Regions from separate parts of the Hordeum vulgare genome. Here region 1 is linked to region 2. The links are chromatin contacts, called in public Hi-C maps. All regions are on one chromosome and are shown on one strand. The core of a region is the stretch at or near the end of the contact, and the rest is flanking DNA. Distances in the headings are between cores, read along the strand shown.

Region 1 (4,821 bases), core at 722-3,221, 430 kb after region 2:
TGCACATAACTGCACATAACTCTCTTTGAATTCGTTCTCACCGCAAATTAAAGATTAAGCATCATTTCCCAACCCCAAAACCAGAGAATACTTGATCTGTATAATTCTTTCTTTTTCAGTTTTAAAATATTACAAAATTTATGATACTTGTATTTTCGCTACTGCTTGTCGCTTAAATTTCATTGTTTTGCTTCAGCATGCGAACGGTGAAAATCCTTGGGTTGGCGTTGATGGAAGGACTGGTGATATTGTTGACATGAAGGAGCGGAAGGTAGTATATTTTTTGTATTTTTACTCCGCATGAATTCTACTGCCCCTTCACTTGGATTGTGTGCGTGCACGTCTAAGCACCACACCTTTTTTGTTGTTGCTGCAGATCTGGGATTCTTACAGCGTGAAGGCACAGACGTTCAAGACAGCTATTGAGTCAGCTTGCATGCTTCTAAGGATTGACGACATTGTCAGTGGAATCAAGAAGAAGCAGGCTCCTGGCGCAGGTGCTCCCAAGCAACCTCAGATTGAAACTGGTGAAGATGCAGACACTGAACAGATGATCCCAGAGTAGAGCTTTTTGTGCTGCTGGAGTGAGCCTGCACCGGTGATGTTATGTACCAAAGCTAGGAAAAGGCGCCCGCGGAGCAGAATGTTTTATTAACACGTGAAATGGCGTTCGTTGGTTGCATTTCTTGAATGTTTGATGGTGGCCAGGCCTCCAGGGTCGTCTAGTATTAGTTTGGATTGTAGCATTTTCGTATGTTCGGATGATGAGGCGCATGTGGGGTTTCAGTTGTGTATTTGTATCGGCGTTTTGGGATCTGACTATTGCATGGATGGTTGCTGTTCGTTTTTGTTTTTGGACTTTGTAGTAGTGAACGGATATAGGAACTTGAATTTAACAGCAAAACTAGCTATGCCATGATGTCAGTTTTCTTTTATAATTATAGCAAGACGATGCGAGTTTCTTGATGCTGCTGGGGCATTACCTCTATTTTAAGCCATTCTTACTCCTCCTGCTTTATTATTCTAACCCAAATCTATTAACACGTTGCCATTGTTTGTATTGCACCGAAAATAACGCCTGCTCAATAACCTTGAAGATGTCTGACAAAAGTTAAAACAATTTTATTTTGGTTTGTATATATAAGACGTTTTGGCAGTTCTCTCTGAACTGCCAAAATAGAGGATGTATATGGCAATGCATACCAAACAGATATACATTATGAGTCAAAGTTAATTTTTCTTTATACATATGGATTGTTTTTTTATTTGGCAGTTTATAGTTTTGACATAATGTTTGTCTGATTTTGGCGAGATGAAGAATGGAGAAATCTTCTTTTAAACCATACCAAACACCCCTTTACAAATATAGAAACTTTGGTGGCTTTAGGGAACACTTTAACTGTTGCTCGAGTTCATTTTGCTTATCTGACTTGAAAACCTTTAACTCACATTCTGAAATTCTAATACTTAACCCGTGAACCTCTGAGGACTCCATCACAAGGCAACATAAGTCAACAGAGCATGTGGCAAGAAAAGTATCTTGTGGCCCACTTCCTCCTAACATGTCTAGGAGAAGACGAATCAATTGTTTTGTCGTTAGATGCTTACCTTCGATGCAGTACTAAAACAATTAACATATTTTTTTTGTTGTTGGTTAGATGGAACATAAAGATAGCTTCAAAGTCAAAGCCCGAAATATATTGTCCCCTATATAAGAAAAAGGTGCGAAACATATGAAGCCTCCGAGCACGAAATGATGCGTTGAAGCGTCATTTAGAAGAAGAAAAAAAAGTACCACCAGGTTTTTTCCATGCAAAAAAACACCAGGTTTTTTCTAGGAAAAAAAGGGGTCACCAGCACAAGTATATCTGTTTGAATTTGGTGGCGCTTCATGGGGGGCAGTTTGGCGGTTTTGACGTCATATCTGCGCCGGATATCCGATATATATGGCGATGTAGACCTGCGGCTGCGAGACGGCGAGACCCCAGACCCGGACCTGGGAGGCAATATTTTTTTCCGAGAAGAAGAAGACCCGTCCAACCCTTCTCTCCCCATCCACCCCCCACCCAAGTCGAGTCGATATGCCTCCCAGACGCAAACCCCAACCGTCGGCGGTGAAACCCGGGCGCCGTTCCTCGAGGATCACTCCCACCACGGCCATGCCCGATTCCGCCGATCCAGTCCCGTCCCCGCCGCCGGAAGCCTCATCCGCCGCCGCCACCAAGCCCGTCTCCGTCGATCCGGACCCGCCCCAGGCCCCGGAGGCGGCCTCCCCCGCCGCCAAGCCCGTCTCCACCGATCCAGCCCCGCTCCAGGCCCCGGAGGCGGCTTCCCCAGCCGCCGCCGCCGCCGCCGCCAAGCCTGTCTCCACCGATCCGCTTCCTCCCCAGGCCCCGGAGGCCGCCACCCCCGCCGCTGCCGCCAGGCCCGATCTGGACGGGCTGCCCTCGAGATCCACCCCCGCCAGAAAGCTCAGGAAGCCCCTCACCGACAAGCTGCGCGCCGTCGCGGAGGAGCGCCTCGCGCGGCTCCCCGTCGACCTCCGCCTCTGCCCGGTGGACCCCCCGCCGATCTTCGGCAACGAGGTCGCCCTCAGCTACCTCGGCGTCCTCGACTTCGCGCGGTTTGGCCTCGGATCTGAGCCCCCGCGCCCCGACCTCGTCGCGCAGTTCATCGCCTATTACGACCCGACTAATCATCGCAGCTTCATCTGGGACACCCGCGTCAGCTTCAACCGCACAGACTTAGCCACCGTCTTCAACCTCCCGAGAAAGTCCGCCCCGCCGCCTGCCCGGCCTCGAGGGCTCAAAACCAATACCTTGGTCTCCGCCGCCCTGGACTTCATGCGCGTCTGCATCCATCCCTTGTTCGCAGACTGCAAACTGCCGCAGGAGGTGGCCGCCGCGGAACAGGCGGTCAAGGCTGGGTCACCGCATAAGGTCAACTGGGCAGGCCTCATCTGGGGCTTGATCGAGAAGGAGATTAACGACCTGCCCAAGAAGGATCATGGGGTGTGCAAATGCGGGGCGTATCTTCAGCGGCTCATTTCGCATCAGAAGCCTCATCTGTTTGGGTTGCCTCAGAAAGAGGAGGCAGAGAAGCTTGTTCGGAAGGCGTCTTTTGATTTGGTCAAGGACGAGCGGGATGGAGATGCCGATGCCAGGAACAAGGCCTTGCAGGAGTTGGAGCCTAGAGATGCAGATGCTGATGCGAGCAGCAAGAGCCTGAAGGAATCAGAGTTAGAGGGTACGAGTCTGACCAGCAAGAGCTTGGATGAATCGGGGCCTGCTGATGCTGATGCTAGTGGCAATGACTTGAAGGAGTTGGAGTCTGGGGATGCGAGGAGCAACATCTTGGAGGAACCAGATACAGAAGGTGTGGATTTGAGGAACAACGACTTGAAGAATTCAGATTCTGGGGATGCGGGGAGCAAGAGCATGGATGACTTGGGGGATGTGGATGCTAATGCAGTGAGCAAGTCACTGGATACATCAATGGTGTTGGATGGGGATGCAAAGGGCATGAGCTTGGATGTCGAGATGGAGTCAGGGGATGCGGATGCTAATGCAGGGAGCAAGTCACCGGATACATCGAAGGTGATGGATGAGGATGCAAAGGGATTCGATATCGAGATGGAGTCAGGGGATGCGGATGCTGATGCAGGGAGCAAGTCACCGGATACATCGAAGGTGATTGATGAGGATGCAAAGGGATTGGATGTCGAGATGGAGTCAGGGGATGCGGATGTTAATGCAGGGAGCAAGTCACCAGATACATTGAAGGTGATGGATGAGGATGCAAAGGGCTTGGATGTCGAATTGGAGTTGCGGGATATAGATCCTAATGCAAGCAACAATTCACCGGATACATTGAAGGTGGTGAATGAGGATGCAAAGGTCATGAGCTTGGATGTCGAATTGGAGTCAGGGGATGCAGATGCTAATGCAATGAACAAGTCACCTGATACATCAAAGGTGGTGGGTGAGGATGCGAAGGGGGATGTGGATGCTAATGCAAGCAGCAATAGACTGGAGCCACCAAATGTGGCGGATGAGGACGATGAATTGCAGTTGGGGAATGTGGAGAGATTGGAGACATCAAAGGTGGCGGATGCGGATGTAAGGGGCCTGGATCATTCAAAGGCAGGGGATGAATTGGCGCTGGGGGACGCAGTAGCTCCTACACATGAAATGAGTATGGATGCTAATGCAAGCAGCAATAGACTGGAGCCACCAAATGTGTCGAATGAGGACGACGAATTGCAGTTGGGGATTGTGGTGAGATTGGAGACATCGAAGGTAGCGGATGAGGATGTGAAGTGCATGAGCCTGGATCAATCAAAGGCAGCGGATGAATTGGCGCTAGTGGAAGCAGTAGCTCCTACACATGAAATGAGTACTGTGAATGGTGAGGTTTTCGCAGAGTTTGCATGGGAGAGAGATGGAGACACGTTTGTGGGTGCAGCAGAGAAGGATGCATGTCTATCACCGGGGTTGGAACTGTTGACACAAGAGAGAGTGCTAACAGTGCCAGAGGAGGATGAGGAGGCAGAAGAGGAAGAAGAGAAGGATGAGGAGGCAGAAGAGGAAGAAGAGAAGGATGAGGAGGCAGAAGAGGAAGAAGAGAAGGATGAGGCAGGATGGAGCTCTGCCAATGATGGTGATGACAGTATGGATGTCGAAGATAATGTATCTGTCCAAAATCTGGATAGTGATAATGAGGAGGGGTGTAGCGGTGGAGTGGAGATGAACTGGGATGTTGGGGATGATAAGGGGGGCGAGGGGACGGCACCTTGTTTACAGCAATGTGACTTTCCAGGGG
Region 2 (4,939 bases), core at 1,205-3,704:
TATAGAATTAGTAAGTGCAAGTTGGAACATATTTCTTTCTCACTGTTATTTCACTCTGTTTCTACCTCACTATCGATTTTTATTTACTATTGAACTGCACATTGATTGAGTTAAAATGCAGATTTATTGATGTCTCTCGGGATCAGAAGCTGCATTTATGGAAGAGTGATTCGGCTGAAATCTCCTTCTCATCACTTGTGTCAGCTATTTGCTCGTCTGGCTCAGACAAGCCGAGGAATGGTAGCCTAGTGGCTTCATCATCCTGGATTGCAGCAGGTCTAAGCTCTGGTTATTGTCGATTACTTGACGAGCGTAGTGGGAAAATCATTGCAGTTTGGCGAGCACATGATGGTCACATTACGAAGGTATGCCAATGCCCCTACTAGGTTGCCATCCATCATAGGGCAAAACCATGAGCAATTATTATTCTGGTATCTGACGGGTTCCTTTTTATTTGCGCATAAAGTTGGCATCACCAGAGGACCACTTGATTGCATCTAGCTCCCTTGACAAGACTCTTCGAATTTGGGATCTAAGAAGGTATTATTTTTTGACTGCAAAAATTCATTGGTCGTATTACCTATTTTGGTATGACACGTTCTCCGTTCTCTTATTGTATTAGTGCAGTATCATATCCGAAAAGAGATGTACAATATTTTCTTGCACTATTTGTGTTCTGAAACTTTCTTGATACATGACTATCTTGTTTGGGCCATAGTGATAGTGATACGATTATATTATATCACACCGAATCCACAATTCATAGAAGCAGCAGTTTGATTTTCAACTTTGGATTACGCAATACGCATATATCTTATTGCTTATGATTTGTTCTTAGTTTCTTGAAGTTTTGTGCGCAATGTGACAGGAACCTATCAGTCCAGTCAAACATTTTCAGAAGCCATTCAGATGGCATCTTTGACTTCTCTGTTTGGGGCCAAGACCTGGTATCAGTGACAAGAAACAAAATTGCACTTACTTCCCTATCGAGATCAACAAGTGAGGTATGTACTTTATCCTCTTGACCACATTCACCACCACGCTATTTTGCAAACTTTACCTTTTTTTCTTTTCTTTTTTTGAGAATGGCAAACTTTGCTATTTGGAGCAGCCTCTTTTGGAATTTTACATATCATATGAATTGTAAGTCCACTTTGTTCCTGCCGAAATAACTGTTGGTACATTTTGTTAAAAAAAAAATCCGTGCAGATCGGACATCAGCAGCTCGTACTTCAGAACTTATGTTCGACTGACAGAGGAGTAAAATATAAAAACATGTCTGTTCTTTCGGCTATTTCTGTGCTTCCTCTGTCAAGATTGTTTGTCGTTGGAACAGAAGATGGTTTTCTCAAAATCTGCCATTAGATGGTTCCAGTAGTGGTAATCATCTCTACCTTTTATCGACTTAAATATTTTAGCAGTGTCTCTCTCTTTTCTAACATTTTAGTGGTACCTTGCTCATAGTTTTTGTTTACTTCAATTTTCCAGCAGTCACTGCAGGTTACAGGATACATATATAACCACATTTACTGTTGTAAAATCCATGGCTGAGTACAAGCTTCAATTTTTGTCTAATCTTTCCTTGCAATTATGCAATAACACATGGCTATGTATTACTCCCTCTGTCTCATATTAATTATCACTCAAATGGTTGTATTTAGCACTGAAACACGTCTGGATACATTTGCTTTGAGCGACGATTATTAATAAGGGACGCAGGGAGTACTTAATAACTTCCTAGCTTTGTTGTTCTAGTGAGGCCGAAGCTTGTACTAGCTTTCACTCTTTGCTCTAGTTTATTGCACCATATGGTTTTGCTTGCCCGATTTTGGACACAGTGTATCCAAATTGTAGTTGGCAAAACCTGATCAACGCTAGGAAAACTTGTCATCATATATCACATACATTTGTTGTACCGGATCACTCTGCTAATAAATGATTTCTTGTTAACTATGCTAAGTCATCTTCTATCCCTTGAGTTGAGATTTGTCCTGAAACCTGCCTGTCCTTTATCGGAGAAATATTGCAGTGTTGTCTGTCGATTTCCTATTGGTTCGTTCTGCCACAAAGCTGAGGATGCCTTGAATTTCCTGCAGACCTAGCTGACATGGATCATGGGAGCTTAAATGTGGGTAGTTGGGTGGTTGTGGAGGAAAAGTAAATTGGAGCTTGGTTTCCCGTTACGGTCCTCATATGAGTGCTCTCGTTTACTGCAGTCTGAGGCCTTGTCCTTGCAATCCGCGGCATGAGCACCCAAGCCACAATACACCCAGCATCAAATAGTGTACATAAGTTCAGTATGTCAGGTCTTAGCTTTATGGTCTTAACTCAAGCTAGAAGTACACCAACAGAGCAAGCATGTATGGTCCCATGGAGATCTGCGGTCCATGTTTTGGTTTGACCGTAGCCAAAACCTTTGCAGTCACTGGCAGGTGGGTCCTGCCGCAAACGAACACAAGTAGGCCCACCTTTCAGTTTCAGCCACAGCCACAGCCACAGCCACAGGCCGATTGGTACTAATCCATAAGACAACGATCATGCACAGTAGTACACCACACTACTGGTTATAAAATGGGGGATGGGCAACTTGCTCTTGGCAAAACGAGAAGGTCGGCAAACAAAAGCAGTAGCAACAATGGAGAGGCGTAGGGGCGTCAGCGCGAGCCTTGTTCTTGGCCTCCTGCTCGTCACCACCATTGCTTGCCATGGTGCGAGGGACATCCCGGCAACTGAGCCCACCGAGCCCTACCGTCCCCAGAACGTCTTTGGGTTCGGTGGCTTCTACCCTGGCCCGTCGGTCAGCTGGGTGTTTCCAGGGCCAAACGGCGTCACGCCACAGGTAGGCTTCGGCGGGATGCCGGGCTCTGCTTCCTTCCCTGGCACTGGTGGCTCGCCCTTGACGCCCGGTGGCACTGGTGTGGTCGGCGTTCATGCTGCTGCCAATCCCTGACTGTGTTGTTGTCTGTCTTGGTGTCTTGATGTTTAAGCCTTTGCTCTTTAGAGCATGCTACTGTGGTAGTGGCATAAGCTTCTTGCTTTGCTCTAGTGTAGTGTTGTGTTATGTGTCACGCGTGCTGTTCACAAGTGATCTGTGTGTCCTGTGTCTGTGCACACACTAGTTCTTGGCTGTCATTTAACCTTGTATTTAAACCTTGTGTACTTCTTAGTGGTTGTGTTGCTGTCGCGGGTTCAAAGTCCCATTGCATGTGTGTCTTTGATATCGAGAGCCAGGATTTGAATCCATGAGCTGCACCACCACAAACCTTGTCCTGTGTTCTGTATCTCGTCTCTCAAGTGTTTCCGTTATTCTTCTCAGTGTGCTTTATGTTGTTGAATGAAAGTACAGCTAGTGGGTAGTTTACTTAGAAGATCTTATGTGAATATGATGCCTCATTTGGGCCTCAACGAAGTATAAGAAGCATAAGGCAGCTTTTATCATTTAGCAGATTAGTTTTCAATACTAGTTCTCTGTTCCAGAAAAATGCTCGCGATATTTGTTTAACTACTGCTGCTATTTGATCTTAGGGTTAAAATATCTGCTACTGAATGTTTCTTGAGATGACAATTCAGTCGCCATTTATTAGCATTAATTTAGGAGTCCAAATAGAGGGGCATCTGTTTCTTGTGCCCAAAATAAAGCTGAACATACAACAATGAATGTTATTGTCAGATTAGGAGTAGTTCTTGAAGAATCCTGCGTGGCTGGAAACTGGAGAGTCGAGACTTGAGCTCAAAGTTGAAGAAAAATACTACTAGGTTGGCAAAAACTTTGACCACAGTTATAGAATAAATATAGCATCATGTGCACATCTTTGGGCTCCAATTTTGGGCATTGACATTGCCCTCCTTTTGTTATTGTCATGCCTAATTGGTAGCAATGATCTCAAAGATACGTGCTATTTCTATGGACCTGCAATCTTATTCACATGGAGGTTGATGTAATTCAAGCCAGTAATTTTCATCAGGTGAACATGTATACCGGAGGTACTCTGAAATGTGGTTACCCGACGGTATCCGAAAATTATACCGGAGGTACTCGGAAATGTGGTTACCCGACGGTATCCGAAAATACCGCCCGGTAACCAAAACCTGATTCGGACGCCCAAGATTGTAAAAAGAAATTTTATCTGGCATTATTACAAGAAAACTAAACAGATGGGAACAAAGCGGGAAACAGGATAATCTTTTCTTTTGTTATACTCCTTCCGTTCCAAAATAAGTGTCGCTGTTTTAGTATTAAATTTATACTAACTTAGTACTAAATTTATAACACTTATTTTAGAATGTACTCCCTCCGTTCATAAATATAAGTCTTTTTAGAGATTTCACTAGAAGACTACATACGAAGCAAAATGAGTGAATCTACACTCTAAAGTATGTCTATATACATTTGTATGTAGTCTCCTAGTGAAATCTCTAAAAAGACTTATATTTAAGAATGGAGGGAGTATATGTTTGTTGTGATTATAATTAAATACATGTAATTAGGGCCCATGCCCAAACCGTCATGCGGTTTGTCCCGCATAGACGCCTCTTGCTTGCGCCCTCTGGAACCGACGCCTTTCTTCGCTCGTGTCTCTTGAGGTGGTATAAGCTCACTTTTCTCGAACAGGTTATCATGCACGTAGACAACCAGCAAGAGCGAAAAAGCAAGAGAGAACAAAGAAAGAAAGGGAGGGAAGGAGCACTCGTCGTCGATGAGATGCTAGGCCTTGTCTTCGTCTGATCCGCGAGGTCGGTCGCCGCTACCGCCTTGTTGCCCGTCACCGCCATAGAGTGGATGGCCTTCGACAGTTTCATCGTCGAATGCAAGCATCTGGCGCTTCAGTTGCCATGTCGATGGACGCGACCATCGTGGCGCTGCAAGGGGCACGCGCAAAAGTGACCACGCCCCAGGATGCGGCCGTCGTGCCGCTGGACGACCAACGCCATGCTTGCT

What was found. Hi-C and Micro-C count contacts between places; a contact is called where the count stands out from the background.
Region 1: a contact with region 2 is called in a Hi-C map of leaf, with 6 times the contacts expected there. The contact joins the promoter of LOC123409019 here to the promoter of LOC123411092 in region 2. A contact is called at or near these places in 3 of 6 Hi-C or Micro-C datasets (leaf and seedling).

The regions. Positions count from the first base shown.
Region 1 is chr7H:458,550,547-458,555,367 of MorexV3_pseudomolecules_assembly, forward strand. It overlaps LOC123409019, which reads left to right and starts at 1,972. Exons shown (of 2, transcript XM_045102020.1): 1 at 1,972-4,821. The coding sequence starts at 2,082. LOC123413238 (T-complex protein 1 subunit gamma) reads left to right here. Exons shown (of 14, transcript XM_045106181.1): 13 at 197-271; 14 at 377-966. The coding sequence ends at 565.
Region 2 is chr7H:458,117,918-458,122,856 of MorexV3_pseudomolecules_assembly, forward strand. LOC123411092 reads left to right here and starts at 2,455. Exons shown (of 1, transcript XM_045104017.1): 1 at 2,455-3,166. The coding sequence starts at 2,579. The coding sequence ends at 2,950. LOC123411090 (protein GFS12) reads left to right here. Exons shown (of 19, transcript XR_006613182.1): 14 at 122-365; 15 at 467-540; 16 at 869-1,004; 17 at 1,210-1,380; 18 at 3,671-3,756; 19 at 4,613-4,939.